2 separate regions of the Mus musculus genome follow, and region 1 is linked to region 2. A link is a contact called in public Hi-C data. All regions are on one chromosome and are shown on one strand. Each heading gives the region's core, a stretch centred on a gene start, on an enhancer-like site or on the middle of the called end of the contact. The rest is flanking DNA. Distances are from core to core; before and after follow the strand shown.

What was found. A called contact is a pair of places that touch in the nucleus more often than the background predicts.
Region 1: a Hi-C map of CD8 T cells shows a contact between it and region 2, with 2.2 times the contacts expected there. The contact joins the promoter of Runx3 here to the promoter of Tmem50a in region 2. A contact is called at or near these places in 10 of 39 promoter capture datasets (the C10 cell line, the HPC-7 cell line, cranial neural crest and 4 more), 4 of 484 Hi-C or Micro-C datasets (CD4 T cells, CD8 T cells, the MNK3 cell line and 1 more), 15 of 115 datasets of contacts at active chromatin or transcription factors (bone marrow-derived macrophages, craniofacial prominence, effector CD8 T cells and 9 more) and 4 of 9 other capture datasets (adipose tissue, embryonic stem cells, liver and 1 more).

The regions. Positions count from the first base shown.
Region 1 is chr4:135,150,688-135,156,247 of GRCm38.p6, reverse strand. Runx3 (runt related transcription factor 3) reads right to left here and starts at 3,703. Exons shown (of 5, transcript NM_001369050.1): 1 at 3,192-3,703; 2 at 810-966. The coding sequence starts at 3,476.
Region 2 is chr4:134,912,677-134,918,937 of GRCm38.p6, reverse strand. Tmem50a (transmembrane protein 50A) reads left to right here and starts at 4,022. Exons shown (of 7, transcript NM_027935.2): 1 at 4,022-4,049; 2 at 5,743-5,847. The coding sequence starts at 5,755.

The DNA.
Region 1 (5,560 bases), core at 2,454-4,953, 240 kb before region 2:
TCTTGTTTATTGGTGTTGAAAAGTACCATTTTGCCCCAGCAATAGCAGCCAGAAGCCGGCTCACTTCCTAACCCTGGAGGGCTCCCAGAGTTTGGGAAGGTGATTGCTCAGCCACTACTCAGCAGGCTAGTCTGATCTCCCTATCCCCAGGGCATGGGAACAGGGAGGGCTCTTCCACCCCAGAGTTACATGATGACGGGTTTCGGGTCCCAGCAACCTCCCACTCAACAGCCCCTGGCGGCAGCCACTGTGGCGTCTGGTCCTGCTTTCTTGCTACTACCGGGGTGGATCAGGCTGGCACATCAGCCAGCGTGAGCCTGGCCAGAGGCTGAGATGGCGCAGCCTTCAAACTTTTCATTCCAACATCCCATCACCCCACTCAGAATCCTCTATTTGAAAGTACCTGAAGAAGCCTCCAGCTCTGGGGAGACCATGCGCCTGGGAGACCACAGAGGACTTGTACCCCCGGGGAGAGAGGCTGGGATGCCTCGGCCCCAACTGAAAGACATCTATCTATACCCTGCTTGAGCTGTGCGTACAGGAACCTCCCTCAGCATCTTTTCTGAGATCACAGATGCTAGCGGGAGGGGGGGGTGGTGGCGGGGGGGGGGGGGGAGAAGGGCAGCACCGGAGACTTCAGAAGTTGCTAAACCCTGCGAGAACCTGCGAGAAAACTCTCCTTTACTCGAAAGAGATCACAGACATATCCACATAAAAGGGTGGCACTGCCTACCGGGCCTTGCTGAGACGAACTAGCTTTCCTCAATTCTCATCCCCACCTTTGCCATCCCAGAGTTCCCCCTGCTCACCTCGCCCACTGCGGCCCACGAATCGAAGGTCGTTGAACCTGGCCACTTGGTTCTTCATGACAGCGGAAGCGTTGCGCAGCTCGGCGGAGTAGTTCTCATCATTGCCGGCCATCACGGTCACCACCGTTCCATCCGGCACATCCCCCAGGGCCACCACCTGAGGAAACGGGCAGGAGAGAGGATGGCTTAGAAAAGCCAAAAGGAAGGGCTCACGCAGCTGCCCGCCCAGGTCCCAGGCTCTCTGAGGAGTTCTGAGTCAGGGTGAAAGAGGCTTAACCGCGTGTAGATCCGTTCCCAATACAACCAAAGCCTAGTGATGAGCTCCTAGCCTCCAGACTCAAATCCTGGGTCTAGTGGTTGATGGGAGCTCCAAGAAAGCATCCATTTTTATTACATTAAGTCTAGGCTAGAGCTATCAATCAACAAGGTCACAGGTAAGGGTGGGGCGGCAAAGGAGACGACACTGTTCTCGGCCAAAGAATCAGCAACCTTAATAACCGGGCTACTCCTTGCAGTCAATTAAGGCACTGGCCCTTAGGGGTACGGAATTTGGCCCTGCAGTGTGACCAAGGCCCAGTTAAATGGCCTCAACAGAGCCTGGATTCGTTATGCAGAGAAAATGCAAAATGCAAAACAAACTGCGTTTTTGCAAGTTGATCCAGAAAACCCCGGGGTAAGAGGACAGGGTGGTTTCGATCACTGAGCATGTACCTGCTGGGAACTGTTGGATGGGTGGGTGGAGATGCCCCTTAAATGTCATCTCTTCCCCCACTCCTTCCCACCCAAGGCGCATCAAGAGGCAGATGCCTTTTGAACCAGACTTTAAACAGAGTCACAGCCATTTAAACGTGGCTGCCGTGTGCAGGGACTGGGGATCCAGATGGTAAAGATTTCAAGGAGAAAATGTTTGGGGTCTGATTAAAAAGGCCAGATTTCCTGTCAACATCCTGTCTTCTTTTAATTTCAAAGATTCCTTTTAAGCTCCAAGTGACAGTAAAACCTCCGATCTGACGATTACAGTCACACGGCCCTCATCCCCTCCTCCCCCTTCTCCCCTCCTCCCTCTCCTCCCCGGGAGATTTCCCCCAATGGTATTTTAAGATGTCACCCGGGAGACCTCAAAGAGTCACCAGCCTTCCCCCCACCCCTTTCCAATTTGAAGTCTTAATGGGAGCAAGGAGGGCCTCAGCTGCCAGCAGCCGCGTTTCCAGCCACCTCGGGCATCACTACCTCCCAGCCGCTGGCCCTTCCTACTCTGTCCTTTCTCACGGCAGCTGTGAGAGGTTTAGGGGAAAACCAAGGCGTTTTCGTTTCATCTGGCTGCCCCCCTTACAAGAGAGAGAGAGAGAGAGAGAGAGAGAGAGAGAGAGAGAGAGAGAGAGAGAGAGAGAGAGAGAAACGAAACAGTTGCCTATCCCTGGTATCGTTGAAAAATAAATTCTCTGAACGACTCTGGGGCTACCAGGATGGAGGCATTCCCCAAGTCTCTGCCTATCTTTCGGGATGCAGACTTATGCCGGAGGCAGCCCTTTAGAACCGGCCTACGGTCGCCCTGTGCAACACTTCAGCCGCTGAGGTTGAGAGTGTGGGAAGGAAGTGTTTCTGCTGCAGAGCAGGAGGCGCGGTGCTAGGCCAGGCCCTCCTCGCCCTCTGTGCCCCACACCTCCCGGGTCCTCGCCCAGCTCCGGCGGTCCTCATCCCAGTTACCGGTTAGACTGTGCCAAAGAATCTGGGAGCCCCAGTCCTCCGGTTTCCATGCCACTATACTCTGCAGGGCCCCGTGAAGGCCAGGTGGAACGGGGTATGGCTCCTCCAGGCTGTCTGTGCCACCGAGAAGGAGCGCCCCAAGTGTCCGTGTCCTCCGGCAGAGAGGCCGCGGTGTACCGTTCCCAACGGGAGGTCTGGGGTTCTGACTCTTGGAATAGGAACGGCAGAAGAACTCCCCACGCCCAGTTCTCCTGGACGTCCTCCTGGTACCTTCCCTGACTGATGTAACCATATTTCTCTCTGGACCCGGGCTCGGGCAGCGGGGACACCCAGGTTCCTCTCATGTTCTGTCGGGCCTGGGCTCCTGCAGCGTGGGTGACCAGGCACCCCTATGTCCTGCTAGCCGGGTGACCCCCTTTTCTTCCACCACGGTACCTCCCATGTTCTCTGGGGTCTGGGCTCTTATTGCGGATCGCCTGGAGTCCAGCGGGGGTCCTTCCGGGAGTGGCATCCTGCAGTAGGGGCGCCCGGGTACCCCGGTGTCTTGCCAGCTGGGTGACATCCCCTTTCATGTCCTACTTCTAGGTGCTCCCCAAGTCCTCCCCGGTATGGGCTCCTGCAAATGGGGGCGCCCAGGTTCCCCGGTGTCCTCCCGGCTCGGGCCCCTGCACTCACCTTGAAGGCGACCGGCAGCGTCTTGTTGCAGCGCCAGTGCGAGGGCAGCACGGAGCAGAGGAAGTTGGGGCTGTCGGTGCGCACGAGCTCTCCCGCGTGGTCGGCCAGCACGTCCACCATCGAGCGCACTTCGGGCCGGGTGCGGCCGCCGGGGCCCGCGGTTGCCTGCGCGCTTAGCGCGCCGCTGTTCTCGCCCATCTTGCCGCCGCCGCCGCCGCCGCAGGGGAAGGCCGTGGAGGGGGGAGTGAAGCGGCGGCTGGTGCTCGGGTCTACGGGAATACGCATGCCGCGGCCGTCAGGGCGCGGGCGGCCGCAGCCGCGGGAAGCGGGAGGCGGGAAGGCGGCGGCTCGGGGCCCGGCCAGCGTGGGGGGTGGGGGGAGGGGCGGCGCCGGGGGAGGGGGTGCGCCCCGACGGTCGGCCGCGCGCCCGCTAGTCCCGCATCCGGCGCGCGCGGCCGCCCCACGGACTCGGCGGCCGCGGCCCCAGCCCGGATCCTAGAGAATCAAGTGGCGGCGACGCGGCCGCCCGCGCGGGGTTAGTACCCCGGGCCTCGGGGCGGGGCCGTGCGAGCGACGCGGGGCGCAGCCAATCGCAGCCCCCAGGCTCGGGGTTCGCCGTGGAGGACCCGGTGGCTCGGGCCCGCGCGAGCCAAGCAGGGGCCAGGCTCCGCCCCAGAGGGTCTAGACACCCGCGTCCCGGTAGCCGCGCGGGGAGCCGCGGTCCCCGGAGTCAGGAGCGGCCGCTGCGACCTGGGCAGACATCGGGTTTCCAGCCTCCTGGCTGCGGCTCGCTTCCCCTCCCTCGAGTCGCAGCCTGGCTGCTTCAGCTCTGGCCACCGCAGCCCGGAACCTGCACCCTCAGCTGGTTGCCGCGGTGACACCCAAGACGGTTTTCTCATTCCCTCCACTCCACAAACGATTTTGACCCTAGAGCTTCCACCCCACGAGGGAGTCCACAGCTCCGCGCGGCCTTGGCTCTCGTCTCTGTGGCTTCTGTGTCAACCTTCGAGGCAGACAGAATAGGGGTTGCCACAGGGACCAACAGTGGGGTGGGGACAACCACACGGCTCCTGTCCACTCAAAACTAATTTCAGGATCGCGCAGGCCTCGTGGAGTTGTCCTCTGTCTTGGCAGCTCATGGGTCTTTGAAAACTACAATGGGGCCTACAACAGTGTGCTTTTTTGGAACATTCCATGCTACACCATACGCATGCAACCACCGTCCGTCTAGTGGAAGTGGATGAGGGTCTGTGGCAGAAAGAAGTCTTAACGCTCAGACTGCTTTCTCCCCACGGATGGAAAGGGGTCCTCCTAGGGCCGGGCCATAGTCTTCTTGGCCCTAAAGCGCTGAGCCTACAGAGCTGTCAGGTGCCCTGTGGGAAATCGGCCCTGGGGTCTCTGTGTTCCTCATGCTCCGTGGCCCAGCAACTCCTGGACTTCACTAACAACAACTCTTTCCCGTCCCGTCTCCTAAGCCTGGCATGGGGGCACAGACACACAACTAGAGAGTCCACGGTCACCGGTCACCGAGGGCTGTGCTCTCCCCAACCCCGTGCACTCCTTGGACGGCAGCAACGAACGAATGCATGTGTTTCTCTCACTGCTTTGGAAATTCGACTGCATTTTCGTTGCCAGCGACAGTGAATCTGTCTGCAACTACCAATACAAGCCCCAGAAGCGACACGATTTAGGATCCGATGGCGACAGAGGCATCAAGACCTCATCCTGGCTCTGACCTCAGCTTAGAACACTCCATTTTGTCAAAAAACGAAATCAGGCGCTGTGTGTACAACAGCGGGGTACTAGGTATGTCCTGAGTCTAACGAGTGCCAGGAGAATTGTATTCTGCCCCTCTCTGGGCCTTATGCCAGCGCCTCAAGCCACCAGGGAAGCAAGGACAGTGAAGGTCCCTTACTGGAACTTTTTGAGAACCTATGATTCGGAGTTGACCATCACTAGGCCTTGGGCCGCCATGGAAACAGCCTCTGGACCAGAGGGGATCTAGGAAGCCTGGCCCTGAGCATGGGCCCTCAGGGGGCTCCCCTGGAAAGGGAGCACCGCTAGTCACCAGGTAGGACCCAGACCGAGTCGTCTATTCTGCCCTCGAGCGATTGTGGGCCGTGACTGGCAGCCTCTGCGATGCGATGCATAAATTCGATTTCTTGAGTGATTCCAGTTTGCATCTGCCCCATACTAGTCCCTCCGCCTGATTTCTCTTTCTGATCTTACAACAAATTAATAACCGGGTCTCCGGAAAGTGGGGCTACAGGAATGACCCAACATCTGACCCTGGGCCCGGACTCAGCTATAACCCTCGGAAGACGCGGGCACCAGATCCAAGGGTTGGGGAAGTGCTGGCCTTCAGTACG
Region 2 (6,261 bases), core at 2,773-5,272:
GCTGCTTGCTTTTTATTTTTTTTTAGACAAAATCTCATTCGTTGGACTTTACCAGTAAAGACCAGGACCTAAATGCTGGGTGAAGGCCTGGTAGCTCAGAGGCAGAGAGAGCCCCCCTACCCCCCGCCCCGCTGACCTTCCTCCTCTAGAGACTTTCCAGAATGATTCTCCTCTCTCACCCAAAAAACTTTCAAACTCAATGTCCTCCCCATCTATTTCCTGTATGCCATCCCCATCCAGCACCCTGGCTCCCTCTTATGCTCTACAGTTTCGTTTTTCTAAATAAGCTCATGTTGGCTTCCTGTCAGCTGGCTGCTTGCCCCCGCTTTAGACCCGAGGTTAACCTCATTTAGTCCTGTTTACAAGCGTCAATCAGAAAGGGCTGGGATCAGAGCTGTGTGCTAAGGATGAGCCAAACCACACCTAAGAACAAGTTGTTCCGGTAAATAACACAAGCTCAGGGCTCACAGTGTGATCAAATAACCTACAACAAACAGGCTATTCTGAAAGGGACAGGCGGGCCTCACACTCGCATCAACACATGGCCATTATCAGTACACTCGGTCAGAAGCAGAGATGGACACATCAGGCCTTGCCAGCTTTTCAGAACTCGTGGAATAACAGCAAATTCAGAAGCTATGAGTTTCTTGTCAGGAGGCTGACAGGTATTAACTGTGCTATCTCTCCAGGCCTACACGCAGGCTCCTTTATGCCAATTTTCTTTTTTTCTTGTTTAAAGGTTTGTTTGTTTGTTTGTTTCATATATGTGAGTACTCACTAGAAGAGGGCATTGGATCACAGTACAGATGGTTGTGAGCCACCATGTAGTAGCTGGGATTTGAACTCAGAACCTCTGGAAGAGCAGTCAGTGCTCTTAACCACTGAGCCATCTCTCCAGCCCATATTTATCAATAACACTTTTAACTGCTGAGCTATCTCTCCAGCTCCTCTTTTTTTTTCTTTACTTTTATCACAGGGTTTCTCTTTGTGTATTTCTGGTTGTCCTGGAACTTGTTCTATAGACCAAACTGGCCTTGAACTCACTGAGATCCTCCTGCCTCTAGCTCCCAAGTGCCAGAATTAAAGGGCATGGGTCACCACTGCCTGGTCTTTACAACAATCTTAACTGCTAATAATAACTCTCAGTCATACAACACACAGAATGCAGTAAATCTATATATGTCTGTATGTAGGTTACAGAAGGCCCACAGAGGGTTAAAGAGGTCATAGCTGAGTCTAAGGTGTTTGAGAGACACTGAAGAAGAGATAAGCAGAGCCGAGTGTGGTGGCACAGCAGTCGGGAGGCAGAGGCAGGCAGATTTCTGAGTTCGAGGCCATCCTGGTCTACAAAGTGAGTTCCAGGACAGCCAGGGCTATACAGAGAAACCCCTGTCTCAAAAAACTGGGGGGGGGGGGGGGAAGAAGAAGAAGAAGAGATAAGCAGAAGGCTGATAATAGAGCAGATAACTCCTCTGTGGAAATAAGATAGTGAAGCCCTGTTGGAGGTCTGTTGAAGCTCAGGGCGGGGCCGAGCTCCCAAGTCAAGATGCAGGACTATTGAAGCCAACAGGGCAGAGGAGGTGAAGGGCAGGACATGGTCCAGATGGGCAAAGGGACGGGTGGATGCATGGCAGAACTGCACAGATGGTTGGTAATTCTAACAGCCTACCTCAACAACATGGGTAGCCAATGGGTAGCCAAGAGGAACTGAAAGTGGTGTCTGCATATTCCAAAGAGGATTTTAACTGCTTGTCTCAAGAATGCCAGTCAAACAGAGATAGGCAGTAAGTGGCTATTTAGCAGGGCTATTTAGCCCAGAATAATCTCGCCCTGGACCTGCCAGTCAGACTTGCCAGTCAGGCTTGTAGGATGTTTGACCTAAGTACAGGTCTCTTTTGGATAGCTTCCTTCATAGTCTCATGGAGTACCATGCACAGGGGCTGAACCCACTCATATAGATTGGTCTGTATAACAGAATAAAAAATGTCCCCCATCGTCTTGGATATTTGGATATTTGGTTCCCAGATGGCGGCGTGGTTTGGGGAGGCGTAGGTGGTACAGCTGAAGGAAGTATGTGACTAGGGGTAGGACATGAGATTATAAATCCTTGCCCCATTCCAAGTCTCCAGCCCTACCTCATGCTTGGGGTTGAAGATGTAAGCCCCTAGCTTCCTGCTCAAAGCACTGTGCCGGTCACCTGCTGTCACATCCCTGGCCCCATGATGGATTCCTCCCTCCAGAACTATATTCCAAATAACCTCCTATAAGTTGCTTTGAGTGAGGTATTTTATCACAAAAACAGCAACGTAACTAATACAGCCAGTAAAGAAGTAGAGACAACGCAAAGAAGAAGGAGCTTTGGCTGTTTGTCCCTGTGGACCGTGGCCTGCCCTTCACCTCCACTGCCCCGGTGGCTTCAATAGTCCTGCATCTTGACTTAGGAGCTTCACCCAACCCTGAGCTCTACCCAGACAGGACCCAATAGCTCCAGCAGACCTCCAGCAAGATTTCATTGCAGAACTTAGCTTCGTAGAAGCTTTACTAAGAGCAGTTAAAAAATATGAATAGACATTTAAAAGTTTTCATTAAGATCTGCATTTGGGTTTGGTGGTGGTGGTGGTGGTAGTGTGGGCCTTTAATCCTGGCCCTTGAGAAGCAGAGGCAGGCAGATCTCTGAGATCAAGGCCAGCCAGCCTGGCCTAGAGAACAAATTTCAGGAAAACTAAGGCTACACAGAGAAACCATGTTGGGAAAAAACAAAAACAAAAGCAAAAGACCTGGAGAGATGGCTCAGAGGTCAGAGGTAGAATGTCAACTTAGCATGGGGAGGTCCAGAATAGCAACTAAAGAAATAAATGCCTACATGCACACACATGTGCACACACGCGCGCTCACACACACACACACACACACACACACACACACACAGGGCTGGGGGAGCACTGCCTGACCTTGAGACATTAACCAGTCTTTAGCCAGTCACAATAAACCTTTAATCTCTAGGGCTAAGAAATGTGTCCATTTAAAAATAGGTCCTGGAGTTGCTGGAAAGATGACGCGATGATTCAGAGTGCAGGCTGTTCTCTCGACGACCCAGGTTCAGTTCTCTACACCCACACGGTAGCTCACAACAGCTGTAATTCCAGTTCCAGGCACCTCTTCTGGCCTCTGCCAGCACAGTGCACAGTGGCGCACAGATGTGCATGCAAGCAAAATACTCATCATGTAAAACATGTAAAAGTTAAATAGGTTATGGGTCTAGAACCTGGACTGAGTGGTAGAGCCCTGGGTTCAGGCACAGTCGGGGGGGCGGGGGAGGAGGGAAGGGGGGTTGTGTGGAGGGGGTATTGTATAGTTTCAAATACTAATCAGCTAATTCCCCCTCTCAACAAAAGCTACATAGATTTCATGCTGGGGACCGGAGAGATGATCCCTCCTGCAAGGCAGTGAGCCACCCAACCACCTTCTGTGCCACAGGCTCCTGACTACCTGCCACCCACGTGAACATGAGATGACAGCAGGGCCATGCCAGCCCTCTTAAAGTCACCATCGGGCCGGAAAAATGGCTCAGCAGGTAAAGCAGGTACTTGCTGCTAAGTCAAATAACCTGAGTTTGATTCCTGGGACCCATATGACGAAAGGAAAAGAAGGACCACTCTTGGAGGGTGGGTGATCTGTCTGATCTCTACACAATGACAAGAAGAATACATTTTAAAAAGTGTAACAACAACAACAAAACCAAACAGTACAGGTGGACTGTTGCCTCCCTTCCTTGGTCCCATCCCAGAAGACAGGCTCCACTCTAGCATTTCTCACAGTGACAAGGGAGTCCGGGTAACCCACAGACTTGTCGGCGCGGTGGGCGTGGCCCATAGGCTGCACCCCAGGGATCCGCCCTTCGCTCTCGATCCGCATGCGCACTGACTCGGGGGCGGACCGGCACATCGACATCCGGGAGTCTGATTGCCTGTGGCTGTTTTGTTTTCTTGCAGAACTGGAGTAAACCGAGGCTACCAAACGCGCCGCGACTCCCAACTCCGGACTTGGACGTGAGTGCGGACGGGAGGGCGGAGCAGCGGGCCGGGCTCGAACTCGCGGCAGTGGCCGTGCCCCAGCTCCTGGACGCCGCCGCCGCCGGGGCTGAGATCCCGCGACCTGCGGGGCCGCTTCCTGTGGCGGGGACTCTTCCCCAGAACTGTGGAGCTGGGCACGCTCATCCGACGGTGGCGCGTCGGGGTTCGGCCCACGCGTAACCGCGCCCTGTTCCTCCAGTCTGCAGGGCGGGTCTGCCTTTGAAAATGTCAAAGAATTGTGCAACGAAAAATGGACTCGGGTGGGCCATTGGGGGAACCGACAATTACACATAGTGGGTTGCTTTTCTTTCCAATCATTAGATAAAAACGAGTGTATTTTCAGACCCGAACTCATCACAAAAGTCTATCAGTTTTTCCCTTTAGCTTGTTTAGAGGCGGCTAAAACTGAAATCGCCTTCCTTAGGGAGTCATGTGAGATCTGGGGTGTTCACTGTGAGCGAGTTGTATTTAATTCAGGTTTTATCTGTGAAATTAAGATGAGTTACGTTTCTCCGGCTGGGTCTGCACAGCTGAACTTGAAGGAGGAGGGTTTTATGGGATTTAAGACAATTTCGGCTGACCGTGGTAATTTGACTGCACGTTCTTTATTTAAGTCTGAATTCGTTTCAGGCCTGCCCTTTTTTGTGGGGAATGTACAAACAGCATCAGTAGCAGAGTTAGGGATAGTAAGATGAGTGCCCTTTACAAAGTAATGACATCCGAAGGCAGGCTTGGTGAAGGGACAAATAGTGGAGAAAAAACGAAATAGAAATAAAGCCCGAAGTTGAGCCGTTCTCTTCTTAATCTGGGCATGAAAGACACAGATGTAGGATAAAATGTGCAGATTCCTAGAGGAAGTATTTTCCATCCAAGTTTACATTTTTACCTTAAAACCAAAGTCTATCATGTCCTTATTATTAAAATCAAATAGGAACCTTTAGTAGGGAGCTTAAGGTTTAGAAAGCAGCTGTGGAGGGCTAAGCATCATTGCCCTCACTTAAAGAACTAGTGGACTTGAAATAATAAAATGTGACATCTTTGAGGAGATGTCATTTTTGTGACAGTACATTTTTGTTTAAGGTTAAGGTAATCACCTTCATTCATATTATGTAAATATGCTAAGACCATCCTGATTTTGTTTTGTTTTCTTGTCTTAATTTGTATTTATTTATGAGTGCTGTGCTGCCTGTACATCCGCAGGCCAGAAGAGGGCGCCAGATCCCCCTATAGATGGTTATGAACCACCATGTGGTTGCTGGGACCTCTGAAAGAGCAGTCAGTGCTCTTAACTGCAGAGCCATGTCATCAGCCCCTTGTTTAGTCTTTTTAGGACAGACTGGCCTGAAACTCACTGTGTAGCTCTGGCTGGCCCTCTGACTGAGCCCAGTCCTCCTGTCTCAGCCCGCCAAATGCTAGGATTGCAGGCTGAGGCAGCCACCACCCCAGTCCCAGCTAAAACCAAGTTTTACATTAAACGTAGACTCCATCCCTAGTACCTCACTCCCCACCAAAGCAGCATCAGACATCCTGAAGAAATCAGTAGAGCTGGAATAAAGCGCATCTGTAACTTGTGTTAGGTTATCATCCAGCTGTTATTTTGCAGAAACACAGCCAGCTTTGAAACAAGAAAACCGAAGGACCTTGTTTAACTGTGATGGTTTTGGTTTAGTGACCTGAAAAGATGTCTGGATTTCTAGAAGGCTCGAGGTGCTCTGAGTGCATGGACTGGGGGGAGAAGCGGAACACGATCGCCTCCATCGCTGCTGGCGTTCTAGTAAGTCCTTGTGACACCTTAGCTCTCCATGTGTTTATCTGTGGCTGTATAGACGGTTTAGGTTATGTGATGTTTTCTTTTTCTTCTTCTTTTTTTTTTAAAGATTTATTTATCTATTTTATGTATACGAGTACACTGCAGCTGTACAGATGGTTGTGAGCCTTCATGTAGTTGTTGGGAATTGAATTTTAGGACCTCTGCTCGCTCCGCCCTGGCCCAAAGATTTATTTATTATTATAAATAAACACACTGGAGTTGTCTTCAGACACACCAGAAGAGGGCATCAGATCTCATTATGGGTGGTTGTGAGCCACCATGTAGTTCCTGGGATTTGAACTCAAGGCCTTTGGAAGAGCAGTTGGTGCTCTTACCTGCTGAGCCATCTCTCCAACCCCCTCCCTGCCTCCCCCTCCC